2 separate regions of the Mus musculus genome follow, and region 2 is linked to region 1. A link is a contact called in public promoter capture Hi-C data. All regions are on one chromosome and are shown on one strand. The core of a region is the stretch at or near the end of the contact, and the rest is flanking DNA. Distances in the headings are between cores, read along the strand shown.

Region 1 (2,887 bases), core at 109-2,608:
AGCATTGCCTGGACCAGCTTTGAGGATGACCTTAAGCTAACCGGCCAGGTCAAAAGGCGATGGACACCAAAAATCTTCATCCCCTTACATGGCTTAAGTTGCTAGAAAAGAAAGCTTGAACCGGGATAACTTATGAAGTCCACCCCACAATCTCCATCTGCCCCGTCTGAGGAACAAACGCGACAGTTCATTTCTCTAAAAGATTTTTTTTTTATTATATACATGTGTGTGTCAGGGGATAACTGAAGGGTACCCTGTATGAATCAGTTCTTCCACTGTGTGGGCTCTGGGACCCAATCAGATGGTCAGACTTGGCGCCAGGCACCTTTGCATGCTATGCTGGCCATCTCATTTAATCCAAGCATAATTTACTGAGTATCTACTATGCAGTAAGTTTCAAGTTTGGAGCCGGACACTGTCAATAAAGCAGACAAAAGTTACTGTCCTCTGAGACATGAAGATTTAGGGAAGACGTTTGTATTCTACATATAGTAGAGTGGTGGCTGTTGGAGCACAGGAGAATCATAGAGTATGGAAGGAGCTACAGAGGGTAGTAGTGTGGATAGTTAGGAGAGGTTTGACGTGAGGGGACCAAAAGAGACTCCACCCTTTTAGCAGCCTCCCAGGCTCCTCCCCACTGGGGCAGCCACAAAGTGCGGCTACTCTCTGAGTGTGTAAATCCGGGGCTTGGAGGTGGGGGTGCAGAAGGAGAATTCTCTTTTTCTATTTATTGCACGGGAAAGAACATCCTATAAAAATTGACTCAGAGGGTGCAACGTTCTGCTTCAATCCTCTCCCTCAGTTTACCAAGCGCCTGTAGGCTTGATTCTGCCTTCAGAGAGCTTACCTCTCTGATTAAGCTACTCAACACCAAGCTCCAAGCCCCAAACAAGTGCAAGGGTTGCCAAGGCCAAGGTGGGAGTTTCCTGGACACTGCAAAGCCACGCTGACAGCTCACACCCTCTTAGTGCCTGGACAGGCTCTGGAGAACCAGGGGCATAGAGAAGGGGAGGTGGGTGGGATGAGGGAACTGTAGCCAGTAGGCCACAGTCTCGTCCCCATCTTCCTCCTGTGGAGCAGATGGAGAGCCAGAGACTGACCCGGACGGTTGGCAGTTCCGGAAGGAAGACAGGCAGTGTCTGGTTAGAAGTAGTCTCTGGTGCTGCCTGGATCTCCTAGACCAGCTAGCGCCTTTAACTCTGCTGCCAGGTCCCCCAGCTCCCGGGTTCAGCCCCGCCCCCGGCGCCATCCCTTAGCTTGTGGACCGGCTGAGGCATCCAGGGGCAGGACGGAGCAAAGGTCCAGGCCCTCCCTCCTCTTCTCTGTGGGTGTCCGGGAACGCGCGCGTGCGCGTGAAAGAACGGAGCGTGCAGGACGGAGAGGCGGCGCGCGGGTAAGTGGCGGCGGGCGCGAGCTGCGGGTTCCGCTTGGGCTCCTCTTCCCTCCGCCCGCATTGTGTCCTGGCCTGGGGCAAATTGTCGGCTCCCCTTTGCCCCGGAAGATCCCCTTACATCTCCCAGAGGCGGGCGATTGGGGTAGTGATCTCCTTTTTTCTCCCCACCTTCCAGTAGGAGCAGCTGCTCCTTCTTACCCATAGTCTCATTCTCGCCCTGTCTCCATTCCATCCTTGCCCCTTCCACCATGATCACCACCACTCCTGTGGTCCTGGGATGTGGCAAGTGCAGCTGGTGTTCTCTGGCACCCCATCTCACCATGCCTTCACCATATCCCATGCATCCATCCTTTGTCTTCTAATCTCTCTCCTGTGTCGGTGTCAGAAGGATCCAGTGTGTGCATGAGTGCATGTGCAGGAAGATCACAGGCTGGCATGGGTCCTGCCTGACCTGGGGTAACTGACTGAACCTCTTCACTGTGAGGCCTTTTGCCTGGAGTGGCCGTTTGGGGAGGGGTTCTTCCCACTTGCACCCCTCAGGGAAAGACACCAGGCAGCTTCCAGGCTTTGCTGAAGCCTGAACAAAACAGCCAGCCACTCACTGGGAGTCTGAATGGGACTTGGAGAGAGGAGTCAGGGAGGATGCTCCAGGACAGCTGGGCCCAGGTGACAGTCAACCCGTAGGCAGAGTTGGGAGTGGAAGGAAAAGATCTGAGCTGTTGGAGGAACAGAATCTAGATATGCAATAACAATGAATTCTCTTCAACATGCATCACCTAGGAGTGCTTCTTGTAAGAAAGGCTGGACCCCTGATCAGAGAGAGCAGCAACCTAGACTGCCTGCCCACATCCCTGGACTCCAGGATGGCCTGCCTCCTGAGGAAGCTGTATATTGGCCACAGGGTGTTCTTGTTCTTTTTGAACTCTGGAGTCCTTGGAGAGGTCTCCTCTTTATACATAGGAATCTTCTCGTTTCTTTTTGAGATCCAGTCCTGGGAGCCTGGTCTGCCCTTGAACACTCTGATCCTGGGGCTTCTCCCATGGCCAAGTGGTAGGATTACAGGAAAGCTCTGCCAATCCCCATAACTGTGTTTACCTTTGAAAATTAATTAAAACATTTTTTTAAAGATATTATCTGTCTGTGAGGGCCAGCCTGGTCTTGGATTTGTAATTCTCCTGCCTCAACCTCTCTAGCCCTGAGTACCCAGATTACAAGCTGTGCCACCATATCTGTCTCCCTCTGATCGTAACCTCTGTCCCACTCTCCTCTGCTCCTCCTCAAAGCCTTGGCTGCCTGCTTCGGTCTGCCCTGCCAGGCTCAGGCCTATCCTCTGACCACCCTTTGTTCCTTTCACACACTATTGGTGGAAAGATACATTTTCCAAGGCAATGGCTTTGTCTCTACCATAACTGAAATTGGCCTGTCCTGACACACTGTCATTACCAAATGAATCAAATGCATCTAAATTAAAAAAGAAAACATTAACTAGGGGTC
Region 2 (2,887 bases), core at 280-2,779, 190 kb before region 1:
ATAGTTATGTGATTGTGTAATCTGGCGTGTGAACTTTGGAGACGATAAACACCATTTACAAAGTCCAAAGGTTGGATTTGCCTGTAGCAAAAACATTTCTGTGGGATAAAAGGCATGTATTCGGTAGAAAAGCTGGCCTGGATGCAACAAGATGATTTGGAGTAGGGAGGGGAAAAAAAGTGAGTGTGACTCAGGCACCTGAGCTGGGCGTGGGCAAGGTGCCTCAGGCCTGCTCCTCGGTGCTCCTTCCGGTTTGGTGTAGTTTAGGAAGCCCTGCATCATTTATATAGGGATTGCCGAGTGCTAGGGCTCACAGCATCAAGAAAATCTGCTTTCTTCGTCAAACTTCCCCGGCCACCTGGCAGAGCCAAAGACAGTTCCAGAGAGTGTATCCGTGGAAGGTTCCAGAAAGTGAATATCCAAACCTAGTGAATGAAACATGGTTTATACAGATGTGAGAAAGAGCCTCAGAGACGTTCATACAGGGTCAGCCTGACAACGGTCAGCCGCTGGTGGAGGCATGTACTTGGCACTCTGGAACATCTAGAGTGTCAGCAGCTGAGCCAAAGGAGCCAACATGCCCAGTTCGGTGAGGCAGGCCAGATGGATCTTAAAGGGGTTAAATACATCTGCAGTTCCTAGTGCCCAGAAAGCGTTTCCTGAGCCTGAGAGCTGCTGAGTCCTTCCTGCTATGGGAGCCTATTTGAGAACCTCCTCCCAGAGGACTTCAGGGGCCTGAGCTTCTTCCATCACCCCTTCGGAGGCTCTCTGCATGGCGCTCTCTGTGCTAACAGTTCACCAATGTTTTCCTGATTATTCACATATATATATATATATATACTCTCTTTGGTTTATCGTCTGCGTCCTCTCTAAAATGTAGGTTCTGAGAGGGCAGAAACCCGGTGTGCCTTTACCGCAGGTGCAGGATCACATCTGTTCCTGGCATTCATCATTCCCTGCCCACCGGGCCACCTGCGGCGCTGGACTCATGTGCGGTTTGCAAATTGACCTCAAATTATCAGTGGCTGACATCCAAGCTAGGATTCTGGCAAGTGGGCGGTGAAGTCGGATGGGCCTGGACATCTAGCCAGATGCTCCTGCGTTTCGATCGCAAACTACACTGCATCTTCTTTCCTAACCTATGGACGGGAACTGTAACAACAACAACAACAACAACAACAACAACAACAACACCTTTCTCCCTTCCTGCCTCCTCTGTAACCCTATACCAATCTGGACAACTGCTTCTGGGGGCCAGGTCCCCAAAGTCCGAACCAGTTTCTAATATCTTGTGTCTAACCCTTGGCTCACCACATATTTCCCCCTTATTTATTCTCAGCTCTTTTCAGTGTTCAAGTGATTATTGTCCGTTGGACTACTTTAGTCCCCTGGAATCTTCTCCTTAAAACAGCTCCTTTCGCGCGAACCTCAACTTCCTCCTAAGTCATTCACTAAATATTTATTGAAAGCCTAAGGGGCACACACTACTCTAAGGATGCTGGGAGCCGCTGCCCCGCCCAGCCACACCTACCATCACTCTCCACCGCTCCACACGCCCTGAACCCTGGCTGGCGTCACGGAATCCGCCTGCAGCTTCCAAGTCCAACGCCTCACCGCCTTCCCCCGATGACTCCTGATTGGTGGGAGTGGGAGCCACTCTGCTGCCCCCCCTCCACCGCCCTTTTCACGTTATTCCGCCCAGTGGAGAACTCAGGCTCCTCCTCTTAGCTCCCTCCCCTCGCTCCAGCTCTTCAGCTAATTGCCCGGCAGCGCGCGCCCTAAAGTTCTAGGCGAAGTATTGAGAACTGGTCGCGGGGATCGCACACCGGCCAGTAGCAGGGGACCAGGGACCCCGGCACCAGGAGAGCTGGTGCACTGCGCGGGCTCTCGCCCACCATCTGTCTGCGAGCAGCGCTCGGCGCCCCAGTCTCCTGCGGCTGGTGCTGGAACTGCCGTCGGCTGAGACTTGCAGGGACCCGAGAAGCCCGGTTTGCGTCCTTCTCGGTCTGAAGCACGCACTGGGGAATCGAGAAGCGTCCCCAGCAGCGGAACACTTAGGTGAGCAACAGGGCGTCCGCCCGCCTGGGGTTGAGCTGTGGTGGAGGCCCCGAGAAGGCTCGGGGACGCAGCCATTCTCTATGGTTCAGACTGTGTCTGTGGTGGTCCCGGGAAGCCCGGGTCCACGGGGCAGCCCTGAGACTAGGAGGTCGTCTGTCGTGTAAGCGCCAGTTTTCTGGGAGGAAGCACTCTGGTGCTGCTCACCCTGGAGCTGTGCCCCTCGAGTTACAGCCTGGCGGGGATGGACCCGGAGAAGGAGCGGATCTCAGGAGCCTGCGTGCGGGTGCATGAGGATGCCGCGTAGAGGAGCTGTCCCGGCACAGCCTGGCGCTGTGACGGGCTGGAGGCACAGGAAACCTGCTTAATTCTGCCAGGAGGAAGGCTTTACTACACCCTCGAGCTTGGGGCCCTGCGGTGCAGGCACCTCGCTCTTCGGCCTCCCCAGTCAGGTCACACCGCTCCACAGTGTCTGCACTGGGACCGAGAGCACCCTTCCCTTGGGGCTTCAAGCACTCAGCGGGTGATTGGTGCCTCTGGCGTCTCCCGTGGCATTGTCTTGTGTCCTTCAGACACTTCTTAACCAGCCGCGCGCCTCCCAGACTGTTGGAGCTGAGAGGGACATAAAGTTGTCTCTCACCTTGTGTCAGGGAACGGGGCTGGGGCATTGGAGTCCCCTCCGATGTCGCAGTGCCCTAGGAATCTGATTACTTGATGAGATCGTTTGGGTAGTGTATTTTATTTACACTGTAGCTGCAGAAGATGGTTTCAGAGATAGGTAAGCATAGCTCTGACTTTGGGTCATCCACACTCAACACTCTAAGCATCATAC

What was found. Capture Hi-C pulls out chosen DNA fragments and counts their contacts.
Region 2: a contact with region 1 is called in a promoter capture Hi-C map of liver. The contact joins the promoter of Osbpl3 here to the promoter of Gsdme in region 1. A contact is called at or near these places in 2 of 39 promoter capture datasets (cranial neural crest and pre-B cells), 1 of 484 Hi-C or Micro-C datasets (bone marrow-derived macrophages), 2 of 115 datasets of contacts at active chromatin or transcription factors (bone marrow-derived macrophages and pancreatic cancer cells) and 1 of 9 other capture datasets (liver).

Annotation. Positions count from the first base shown.
Region 1 is chr6:50,260,240-50,263,126 of GRCm38.p6, reverse strand. Gsdme (gasdermin E) reads left to right here and starts at 1,358. Exons shown (of 10, transcript NM_018769.4): 1 at 1,358-1,393.
Region 2 is chr6:50,454,996-50,457,882 of GRCm38.p6, reverse strand. Osbpl3 (oxysterol binding protein-like 3) reads left to right here and starts at 1,529. Exons shown (of 24, transcript NM_001347213.1): 1 at 1,529-2,058.